3 separate regions of the Sus scrofa genome follow, and regions 2 and 3 are each linked to region 1. The links are chromatin contacts, called in public HiChIP or PLAC-seq maps. All regions are on one chromosome and are shown on one strand. Each heading gives the region's core, a stretch centred on a gene start, on an enhancer-like site or on the middle of the called end of the contact. The rest is flanking DNA. Distances are from core to core; before and after follow the strand shown. Region 1 overlaps SVIL (supervillin). Region 2 has its middle 110 kb from the start of SVIL. Region 3 has its middle 130 kb from the start of JCAD.

What was found. HiChIP or PLAC-seq counts read pairs in DNA pulled down with a chosen protein or histone mark.
Region 2: an H3K27ac HiChIP or PLAC-seq map of alveolar macrophages shows a contact between it and region 1. The contact joins two enhancer-like sites. A contact is called at or near these places in 2 of 2 datasets of contacts at active chromatin or transcription factors (alveolar macrophages and skeletal muscle).
Region 3: a contact with region 1 is called in an H3K27ac HiChIP or PLAC-seq map of alveolar macrophages. The contact joins two enhancer-like sites. A contact is called at or near these places in 1 of 47 Hi-C or Micro-C datasets (psoas muscle) and 2 of 2 datasets of contacts at active chromatin or transcription factors (alveolar macrophages and skeletal muscle).

What each region holds. Positions count from the first base shown.
Region 1 is chr10:41,231,567-41,235,436 of Sscrofa11.1, reverse strand. The region is part of intron 2 of SVIL (supervillin); the gene reads right to left. Among named protein-coding and RNA genes, the nearest start is that of SVIL, 57 kb to the right of the region's middle. Within about 2 kb of position 2,521, at least 28 of the 83 cell types and tissues checked have an H3K27ac peak or open chromatin away from gene starts, as enhancers often do. A contact at or near this core is called in alveolar macrophages, where this site is marked.
Region 2 is chr10:41,065,273-41,069,292 of Sscrofa11.1, reverse strand. No RefSeq gene overlaps it. Among named protein-coding and RNA genes, the nearest start is that of SVIL, 110 kb to the left of the region's middle. Within about 2 kb of position 2,647, at least 6 of the 83 cell types and tissues checked have an H3K27ac peak or open chromatin away from gene starts, as enhancers often do. A contact at or near this core is called in alveolar macrophages, where this site is marked.
Region 3 is chr10:41,037,898-41,041,581 of Sscrofa11.1, reverse strand. No RefSeq gene overlaps it. Among named protein-coding and RNA genes, the nearest start is that of JCAD, 130 kb to the right of the region's middle. Within about 2 kb of position 2,266, at least 2 of the 83 cell types and tissues checked have an H3K27ac peak or open chromatin away from gene starts, as enhancers often do. A contact at or near this core is called in alveolar macrophages, where this site is marked.

The DNA of each region.
Region 1 (3,870 bases), core at 1,272-3,771:
GCCAGCTGGTATCCATGAGGACATGGGTTCAGTGCCTGGCTTCGCTCAGTGGGTTTGGGATCTGGCATTGCCCTGAGCTGTGATGTAGGTCACAGAAGCAGCTCAGATCCCTCATTGCTTTCATGGCTGTGGTGTAGGCCAGCACCTGTAGCTCCAGTTCGACCCCTAGCCTGGGAATGTTCATAGATTGCAGGTGCAGCCCTAAAACACAAAATAATAATAAAGCAAAAATCAAAAATAAAATAAAAAATATTAAATTAAAAAAAAAAAGAAATTTAGGAAAGGGACTAAAGAGCACTGACCCCACCCCTCCCTGTGAGTGTCCTGGACACCCACTGTCCTAATCTATGAACTCTCCCCCTGTCTTTTCACACTCAGTTCAGCTGCCACCCCTGGTCTGGGAAAACAGATGCCAAACACAGAATGCAGCCCATCAACCTGGAGCACAGAGAACAAGCTTTCGTCCAAATAGAAGTCACAATCCACAGCTGAAGCCTCGAGAACCGGGCTAATACTGCAACACCCTCCTTTGCCCTCTGCTCCCCCCAGAGCTCTCCTCTCATGCTCAGGACAAGGGGGACATGAGCTGATGGGAGCTGGATGCATGGTCATCTCCTGGCAGCGGTTTTCCAAGAGTGGCCCAGAAGTGAAATTTAAAATGCCTAGGTCTGTGCTGTTTGTAGCACCAGATGGCTTCTCTTGCGTCAACTCTAACTTCTACGACATTCTCAAATGTAGTGATCAATCCATTCGGCACACGCTCGGGAGAAAAGTGGCAACTGATAAACCCATCAAAGGTGTTTCGAGGAAGAAGGACAACCTCAATTTATTGTGCCAGGCTCCCTCCACATCAGAGGCGCCTTCTTTATGAAATATTTTGTTAGAAAAACAATTAACATAAAGCAAAAAGCATTGAGCATAAAGTTGAAGGTTTAAGGATAAACAATCAGAAAAGCAGACACTTTCTAACACCTGAGGGGAACAGGGAGGCATAGCCACAGGCCAGGGATCCAGTTCTGCCTTCACTGATGTCTGTTCAGCTGAGGAGGTCAGTGTCCAATGCACTTTCTGGCACACATTCTGATACGAGTTTTGTTCAGTGAGACCCAGAAGCCCCTCCCAACAGTTGGCTTCTTGCGGGAGGCACCTGGTGACATCTTTGGTGACCAGTCAGGTGTAACCCATTGAGAAGGAAGGGGGGAAAAGCACTGCAGGCAGTAGGAACAGCACATGTGAGGCCGAGGGTCACTAAGTGAGACCAGGACATGAGATAACCGGGCAGGGATGGAAGCCTGCATCAGAGGAGCGCACTAAGAGGGGCTGAGGCCAGACGTCAGCCCTGAGGCTACAGCCAGAGACTGAGGCTATGACAAGTGTGCTGGAGGTGACAGAGTCCAGGGCAAGGCAGAGAATAGCAAGGCAAGGGGAGCGAGGGACAAGGTGGCCACAGCCGAGGCCACTCCCCAGCATACCAGGCATTCCCTGCCCTTCTAGAGCCTTCCCTGGGCAGGAGGCAGGGCAGCGTGGAGCCCTGCATGGCAGAAACCAGGTGGAATCCTGGGGAAGTGGGGGCGGGGCAGGGAGTGGGAGGCGATGGGGGGAGGGACCCTGGGAAGTGGGGACCTGGGGAGAAGGAAAGGCAGATGGACAGAAGGGTGTGGAAGGGCTGGAGAGTGAGGCTCGGGGCCGTGCAGAAGAGCAGAGAGAGGGTGGCAGCAATTACATGACAAAGTGAGAGCTTCCTCTGTACTCAGAGACGATGAGAGCGGCTCCAGCTACCTCAGCACAGAGCCTGACAGGGAAAGACTTGACAGTGTGTGTGAGAGAGAGAGAGAGATGGGCAGAGAGGAGGGGGAGGAGAAGGGGGAAAGGAAGGGGGAGCAGAAAGGGGAGGGGAAGGGGGAGGAGAAGGGGAGGGGAGGGGGAAATGGGGGGAGGGGGCAGGAAATGAGGGAAGGGGAATGGGGGAGGGGAGGGGAGGAGAAGGGGAATGGGAGAGGGGAATGGGGGGGAGGGGGAAGATGGGGAAGGGAAATGGGGAGAGGGGAGGGGGGTTGGAGAGGAAGAGGAGGAAAGGAGCATAGTCCATGGTCTCATGCGTGTCTCAAAATTACTCATCAGCTGACCAGAAGGCAATTCTTACTGTGCTTTACAGTTAAAATCTTTTACCTACAATTTTCTTTCCAGACAAACTCACTTAGCAAAGAGGTTCTGGAAGAGTCTGCCTACTGCCCTCCTCCTTGGGATCACTTGGAGGGGGGAAGCCAACCACCAAAACTGCCCCCCCTGGGGGGGGGCATTAGATCATCAGAATTGGATTTGACTCTTCCATCAGCCAGACTTCTTATAGGCGGCAAATCACATCAGGCAGCCTGTAGTCCAGCGCCAGACTGTTCTGTGCTCCTTTATTTATTTAAACAGAGGCAGGGCTTGGCCAAGGCCACCTTAACCCCCTGTCATCATGGGGGACAGAGGTTCTGCTGCCACGTGACTTAACCACAGACAACCAGAAGGAAGGATTCAGTTGTGACAGCCAGCACACGCCCTTCCTGCTCCCCTCCCCCACCCACAGCCCATCCTGCAGAGATGCTTCCTGGGAGGGGCGGTAAACGGGGCAGAGCATCCAGCCTCCGACACCAGTGCTGCCCCTTAGCCTCTGTTTCCTTCCGTATCCCGTCTGTAAGCATCCTGGAAATGCCTCCAGGAGCTGACAGCTTACCCTATGGTTGCCAGTGTGGTGACAACACAGCGGACACCCTCCCCAGGCTCTCCGAGGGGAACAAGCAGGGGCTTATCATGCCCCACAGACCAGTGGGGAGGGCAGGTGCTGGGTCAGCCCAGTGAGAAGTTCATGAATGAAGGGACAGAAGGAGTTAGAGGCAGAAAGGAAGGAGTTAGGAGCAGAAAGATGCATGTACAACCTCATTAAGTAAATGGTTCTCAGAGTTCCCGTTGGGGCTCATTGGTAACAAACCCAACTAGTAACGATGAGGATGAGGGTTCAGTCCCTGGCCTTGCTCAATGGGTTAAGGATCCAGCATTGCCGTGAGCTGTGGTGTAGGTCACAGATGCAGCTAGGATCTGGTGTTGCTGTGGCTCTGGCTGTGTTGTAGGCTGGCAGCTACAGCTCTGATTCAACCCCTAGCCTGGGACCTTCCATATGCCGTGGGTGCCAACTTAAAAAAAAAAAAAAATAAGCAAATAAATAAATAAATAAAATATAACTACAAAAAAAAGTAAATGTTTCTCAAGCACATTCTACAGACCCCTCTTCCAGGCACCTGGTGCAAAGTAGGAAACCAAACAGAAAGAAAGCCTTCGGAGGCTTCATAGATTTAATATTCTCGCTGTTAGCGAGGAGACGACTCTTCCTACATCATTAGAAGGAGGAACCCAACCATTGACAGAAGGGCAGGACCAAGGGATGTTTACATAGAAAGAGGAGAAAATACTTCCTGCTGGATAAAAGAGATTTGATGAGGAAACAGGAGCATACAGACATTGTTAAAATGCAAATATGCCTTTAGAGGCTCAAATATACAGACATCTTCAAACATGACCAGCACGTTGTACATTGTACTTTACATCATGTGGAAGGTCCCCCACCCCCCGCCGCCCGCCGCTGCCTCAACCTACCCAGATTGCCCAGGAACCACAAATGGGGCTTTGGGAGGCAGACACCAGGGTACGTGGGTGGCAGAGCAGGTGGGGTGACTCAAAGGTCATGTTAATATCATCCTAACAATCAGGTTTATCATCAACTCACACAAGCTCCCTCCCAGGCCAACAAAACATACACACCTGCTTCAGACAGCTTATTATTACCTGTGATGATTGTCCTGCTCTCTTGATCTTAAAGGTCATTTACCC
Region 2 (4,020 bases), core at 1,398-3,897, 170 kb after region 1:
GTCTTCTTAGACAATTCCTGGCCGCCTTTGACGCCCAAGGCTCACTTCCCTCTGTCCTTCCAATACTGCCGATCTCCGCAGTACTCTAATTACACGGACAATGAGCATTAGTCCTCAGCAGTCTGGGCAATCTGAACCTTTCAGGCAAGGAAAGCCCTCCGCTTTACGAACTGGAGTCCTGGCTTTTCCTCCTTCAAATCAGTATGTGTAACAAAAGGGGATGAGGGACACACGGGGTAACGAGAAGGAAGTTCTGTTCTGTCTCTGTCTCCTCCACCCCCTCCCCAGATCACAGCATTTGAAATAACAGGAATAATAACAGCGATACAGTAATGAAGAGAGCTGGCCTTTTTTTTTTTTTTTTTTTTTTTTTTTTTTTTTTTTTTTTTTGCCTTTTCTAGGGCTGCTCCCATGGTATATGGAGGTTCCCAGGCTAGGGGTCTAGTTGGAGCTGTAGCTGCCAGCCTACACCACAGCCACAGCCACGCAGGATCCAAGCCGCATCTGCAACCTACACCACAGCTCACAGCAACACCAGATCCTTAACCCACTGAGCAACGAATGCCAGGGATCGAACCCTCAATCTCACAGTTCCTAGTTGGATTCGTTAACCACTGAGCCACAACAGGAACTCTGAAGAGAGCTGGCCTTTAACAAACCCTGTTTGCGTGTCAGACTCTGCTAAGTGCAGGTTCTTCCTTATTCTCTAATCCTCATAACGACCTAAACGTCAGGCACCATGAGTGTATTCACCCCTGTTTTACAGATGGCCCCGGAATGGCTAAGCTAGTTGACTTTGGGGTCAAGTGTTATATATGCTCTTCTCTTGTTTTAATTTATTTTTTAAATTAAATTTTTTTTTTCTTTTTATAGCTGCACCTGCGACATATGGAAGTTTCCAGGCTCGGGGTCAAATCAGAGCTGTAGATACAGGCTATGCCACAGCCACGGCAACACCAGATCTGAGCCGCATCTGTGACCTATGCCCCACAGCTCATGGCAATGCTGGATCCTTAACCCACTGAGCCGGGCCAGGGATCGAATCTGCCCCCTCACGGGCACAATGTCAGGTCCTTAACATACTGAGCCACAGTGGGAACTCCTCTTGCTTTTAAAATGTATTCATCTGTTCTTTTAAAAAAGATGTGTTGAGCACCTCTTGTGTCCCAGGCTCTGCTTTAGTCTTTCTATACGCTTGGGAAAGGTGATGAAGTTAAAAAATAAAAAACAAAGCAGTTTTAAGAGAAGCAAGCCGGTTCTGTAAGAGCCATGGGAAAAAAAATGAAGGAAGAAAGGAATGCTAACCTCCCAGTTTACTGTCTTGCCACTTCTGCCCCGGGGACAGTAATAAAGCCTCCACTCAGGTGTGTGCTTGTCATCCTCACCTTTTCACCTGGGTGGGGAGAATGTTATCTGGGGAATGTGACATGTTCTTACTCCAGGCTTTCTGCACAGAGGGAGGGGGACCGAGCTGGTGCAGGGCGTTTCCAGGTGTGAGAAAACTCACCGATGAACTTGCAAGCCCAGTATCTCCATCTGAAAGGACCTCAGAGGCCCTTGAGTCCAGCCCTTAAACCAAGCGAGAGCCCTTCTAGAAAGGGATAAGAGCACCTCTGTTTGCATACTTTCAGTGCTGGGGAACTCTCTACCTCACAAGGCAGTCCATCCTTGTGCTAAAGTCTGTTTTCATAATATTGAGCTGAAATCTGCCTGCACGTAACCTCATCACCTCCGCTCATGGGTCCCAGCTCTGCTCTCTGATGTCAAAGCCAAGTATATGCAATTCCTTTGTCACAGGAATTAAGAGCCCTTAAGGGTCTAAACTCAAGACTGCTTTTTCTTGCTCCTTGAGCCTTCTGTTCTGTGTTATGATGCGCAAACCCTTCACCCACTTAGCCAGAGCAGGAGAAGGGCGAAATGAATGGGCTGGACCAATTTGAGCCGCACTGGGAAGAACTGTTAACAGACACACACACTTCAGTGACAAGAGGCAGTGAACGAGGCCATGGGGCCATCCCCTCTGGCCATTCAAACAGGACAAAGGGTCTTTAGAGTTGAAGAGATCTCTGAGGTCAGGGAGAACTATTTGAACTTCTAAATAGTGCTCAGGACACTCAGATTAGTTTCTAGAAGGCCAGACTGCGACGTCTGATACACGGGTACCAAGGAAGGAAATCTAACAGTCCTAAGAGCAGGCCTTTGGTTTAAGAAACCATTTCTACAGAGTTCCCATTGTGGCTCAGTGGGTTAAAAACCTAATAATATCCATGAGGATGCGGGTTGGATCCCTGGCTTCACTCAGTGGTTTAGGGTCTGGCATTGCTGTGAGTTGAGGCATAGGTCACAGATGCAGCTCCTATTTGGCTTTATTGTGGCTGTGGCGTGGGCTGGAAGCTGCAGCTCTGATTTGACCCTTAGCCTGGGAACTTCTGTATGCTACGGGTGTGGCCATAAAAAGAAAAAAAGAAGCCATCTCTGAAAGAGAATTTTACCTATGGGGAGGGAGGGGATGGGTGGAATTGAAGCTTGTGGAGTCTTTGATGTTCTTAGAAACTGCAAAGACCATAAATTCCAGTTCCTTCATCCTCATACATTCTTTCCTCTTTATCTTTTGTAAAGAACTGAAATTGAGAAAAGGCCATCGATGTCACCATAATCATGTCCACTCCACCCAATGATACACAATGCACAGACTGTAAGAGCAAGGGCTTCGTTTTTGTTTTTGTTTTTTTTTTTTTGGCTGGGCTCGTGGCATAAAGAAGTTCCGGGGCCAGGAATCAAATCTGCACCACAGAAGTAACCAGAACCACAATACGGACAGCACTGGATCCTTAACCCCCTGAGCCAGCAGGGAACTCTAGCAAATTATTTCGTTGTTTGTCTCATTGATACTGGCAGAGGAACTTGTCTTTGGTAAGTACCCAAAGCTGGGTTACAACCTGACGTGTAGGTTCAAAGCCAGGTTGATACAATGCAATGGTTCTTATCTGTTACTTAACTATGGTGCTTGTTACTCCTTATTTATTTATTTATTTATTTATTTATTTTTTAGGCCCACACCCGTGGCATATGGAGGTTCCCAGGCTAGCGGTCCAATCAGACCTACAGCTGCCAGCCTGCACCACAGCCAGAGCAGCACCAGACTGGAGCTGCATCTGTGACCTACATCATAGCTCATGGCAATGCCGATCCTTAACCCACTGAACGAGGCCAGGGATCAAACCTGCATCCTCGTGGATCCTAGTCGGGTTTGTTAACTGCTGAGCCACCATGTTGCCACCAGTTACATTTTGCCACCAGTTCCCCTGATGATGCATCTTGGCAACACCTGGAAGGGAAGATGAATTGCAGCTTCTCTGTTTTGCAAGTCAGGCAGTTGAGGCGGAGAAAGATTCAGTGAGACACAAAGGGCCCTGGATAACCGACCCAAATCATATCCCAGTGCTCTTCCCCTTGCAGAACTCTCCAGAAGGTGAGCCCACTAAAACGGAGGTGTGAGGACCACATCCAGAGAAGCACGTTTCCACTATAGACCAATGGAAAACACGAGCAACCTCCATTAGACCTATTTGCACAATTAAAAAGAAGAGAAGCCTCGATCTTTACCTCCTAAACAAAATCAGAAAAAAAGCAAGCCTGTACATCTTTGAACAATCTTACCAAGGGGAAGTTTTTGAAAGATAAGGGTTTCCTGTGGTATGTGAGCTAGTCTTAGTCATACTTGATTTTCTAGACACAAAACCTTCCTTCTCTCAGTATCTGGACAGTGTCTCTATCGGCATCTGCTAAGAGTAAGGCACACAAACTGCTTTTATTAAAGAAAATGTTTGGTGGTCAAAAGACGAAAGTCCCAGAGACAGAAAACAGGCCTGTCGGAGTTCCCATCGTGGCTCATCGGTAACAAAACTGACTAGTATCCATGAGGATGTGGGTTCAATCCCTGGCCTTGCTCAGTGGGTTAAGGATCTGGTGTTGCCGTGAGCTGTGGTGTAGGTCGCAGATGCAGCTTGGATCCTGCAT
Region 3 (3,684 bases), core at 1,017-3,516, 190 kb after region 1:
ACCCACATTATTCAGAGAAGCAGAAGCAAAAACAACCCTCTCCCCCAATATACAGACTTTCTTTTAAAATGACAAAAACAGGAGTTCCTGTTGTGGCTCAGCGGAAATGACCCTAACTAGTATGCATGAGGATGCGGGTTCAATCCCTGGCCACACTTAGTGGGTTAAAGATCTGGCGTTGCTGTGAGCTGTGGTATAGGTCACAGACATGGCTTGGATCCCGAGCTGCTGTGGCTGTGGCTGTGCATAAGCTGGCAGCTGCAGCTCTGATTCGACTCCTAGCCTGGGAACTTCCATATACTGCAGGTGCAGCCCTCAAACTCAGGAAATCAATCCAGATGGGACTACTCTGTCTTTCTCTCACCTTCCCTTCTGAAGCCCTTCTCACTGTGTGGTATTCCCCCAAAGCTGGGGAAGGCTGGGGGCCTCATACTGACTGTGGAAAGCAAAGCCCTTTCCCCTCCCTGCAGGACTAATCCTCTGAGCCCATTTCTCCCAGGAACCAAATTCCAAGATTTAGTAGATGAACCACAAGATTCCAAAGATGGACTCCAAGATTCCACTCCCCAGCAATCACAGGTGTAAAATCCCTTCCCCTGAGTATAGGTGGGGCCCATGAAGAGGATGGCTGGCCTGTCCCTGGGTTAGGTGACATCCGATTGGCAAAGTGATGGGGTGCTTGGTTATGTTCTGTCTGTTCCATGTTATAAGTACCCTTCAAAGCTGATTAAATCGAGATTTGAAGGGAGAGCCATTCTGCTGGCTTTGAGCTTCCCTGTTGGGAGCGGTCAGTGGCTAGGACCCAAGGAAGACTTCTAGAAGCTAAGAGTGACCCCCACTGACAGTCAACAAGAAAATAAGACCTCATCTTGTCTGCAAGGAGCTAGCTTCTGAAAACCACCTGTGATCCCAGAAGGGGTCCCTGAGCCCCAGATGAGATCACAGCCCCTTGATTTCAGCCTGGGGATCCCTGGAGCAGAGGCCTCAGCTGAGCCATGTCCAGACTCCTGACCCACAGACACTGGGAGATGAAAACTGCGTGTTGTTCTAAGCCACTGTCCATGGTGAGCTGTTATGCAGCACAGAACCTGAATATAAAGCCCCTCACCCCTTTGTCACAGCTCTCAGCTGGCTTGGTCACACAGCACCCCTCACCCAGTGATGGATAACTGAGGCATGGTGTTGCCCCGGGGATCCCTGCTTCTGAATGGAAATGCCTTCCGTCTCTTCCCCTCTGCACCATCATGCCCCCTCCCAAACTCCAAATGTTCACTGGGCACAGCTACATGCCAGGAGGCCCATGTAGCCTCCCAGGCATCCTGCCCATGGTGCCTGGGGTCATGGCCACTGCACACCTAGAGACACTCCCTTCCTGAGGTTTTTTTTTTTTTTTTTTTTTTTTTTTTTTTTTGGTCTTTTGAGGGCTGCACCCATGGCACATGGAAGTTCCCAGGCTAGGGGTCAAATTGAGCTACAGCCTTGGCCTACACCACAGCCCCAGCTACAGCCACTTGAGATCTGAGCCATGTCTGCGACCTACACCACAGCTCACAGCAATACTGGATCCTTAACCTGTTGATGGAGGCCAGGGATTGAACCTACATCCTTGTGGATACTATTCGGGCTCATTAACCACTGAGCCACGATGGGAACTCCCCTGCCTGAGGTCTTAACACCCAGGCAAGAAGGGAGCACAGAGACCAGAACCCAGGTTTTCCCAACTCCGAATTTCACACGCTTTCTCCTCTGCACATTGCAGAACTGCAGACAATTGTCAAAGGCTTGAGGAGGGGTGTCAGAAAGGGGCAGTTTCATCAAATTACCCACTAGACCCCAGGGTTAGAAACCTGGGTGGAGGGGCCTTGCCTGCAGGAGATGCTGGGGAAGGGGTGAGTGCCAAAGCAGGGTTTCTGCCTCTCTGTGGTCCTTATCTGACCTCCGGCATCCACAGAACATCACACAAGAAGGCCAGGAAATTCACCGTTGCTTTGGGAGAGGCTCTGAGGCCCCCTGAGCATCCTCTGGTCTCTGCTTCCCTTCCTGTGACACCTGGAACAATCAGGAGTTGGCAGTGATCTCCTCATTCCTGGGAGGCAACAAGCCCAGAAAGGCCAATCCGAGGAGAAAGAGGGGTGCTTCCCAGAAATCCCACCCTTGACTGCTGAGCCTCTCAGAAGGCAAATAGAAGAGAAAATAGGAACGGGAACTTTGTGGGTGGGAGTGGGTAGAAAAACAGGGTTTCTGCCCTAAGCTCAGATAGGGACTGACTTGAGGGGGTGAAGAAGGAAGGAAGCTGCCAGTAAGTGACAAGTTCCGAATACCAGTCAGCATACACTTTCATTCTCCACCAATCACTGGAGATTGTGGGCAAACTGTCTTTTTTTTTTCTTTCTAAGAGATAAGAAGAAATAATATGCAAACAGTCATAGTTCAGAATCTGTGGATTCTTCCTGAGAAATACTGAAAACAAGTTAATGCAGCTTTAATTCCCAGAGAGATTAGCCTCCAGTCCTGGCTCGGGCACTATCTTTCCTTAACACAGCTTGTCTCTGCTGATAAAATGGGCTAATCTTGTGTGGGGTTGGGGGCATATTTGTGCTTTTCTTGTGCCTCCCCCCTCCCCAGGTGTTTGTTTTGTTTTTTCCCAAAGCAGGGACAGGAAAACGTCTTTTGTTCTCAGCAGTCTTTCTGGTCGTCGTTGCCATAGAAATACTCCTGGGTACCATAACAGTCCACAGGATGCCCCAGGGCTGAGCTCTGCATCCTGGCCCTGCATCCTCGCTTCTTTCCGATGCTCTAAGTGTTCTGGGTGGAGGATGAGGATGGCTGTTCTCTTCTGCTCTGTTCTTACATGGCTTTTCCTTCCAACATGTTATTATGAAAATGTTCAAACACATGACAGTGTAGAAAGGGTCTTTTTAACGGACACCTTCCACCCAGACCCTGCAGTTAATGGTTTCCCTTACTTGTTTTGCACCCAATCGGTCCAACTCCCTATTTACCCACCAATCTTTCTTGTTCTATAGGACGCACTGCCAAGTAGATTATAGCCATCAGTGCACCATCCCCTACGTATTTCAGCATGCATACCATCAATGAGCGTTCAAGGTCCATTGTGGTTTTTTTCTTTTGATGTCAAATTTGCAGATGATGAAATGCGCAAATCTTCTGTGTGCTCTGGCTGAGTGTGAGCGTAGGTATATTCTCTTGTAACCCAAACCCCCAGCAGGAGAGAGCAGCTTGCCTTCATGCCAAGGGGGAGGGGGGCTTGCTCTGTGCCCCTTCCAGTCCCATCCCGTCCCTGCTCCACCCCTAGAAGAGGCTCTTTTCTTTTTCTTTTTAATTTAGGGCCCCACCTGCAGCATAGGGAAGTTCTCAGGCTAGGGATCAAATCAGAGCCATAGCTGCCAGCCTGTGCCACAGCCATGTGGGATCCAAGCTGGTTCTGTGACCCACACCACAGCTCATGGCAATGCCAGATCCTTAACCCACAGAGTGAGGCCAGGTATCAAACCCATGTCCTCATGGATACCATCCGTATTAGTTACCAATAAGCCAAAACAGGAACTCCAAGGAGAGCCTCGATTCTGATTTTCCGTCGTAGGTTAGTGTTTTTCTCTTCTAGAAAGCTGTGTAAGTGGAACAATACTGCTCATATGCTTTCATGTAAACCTTCTTTGCTCA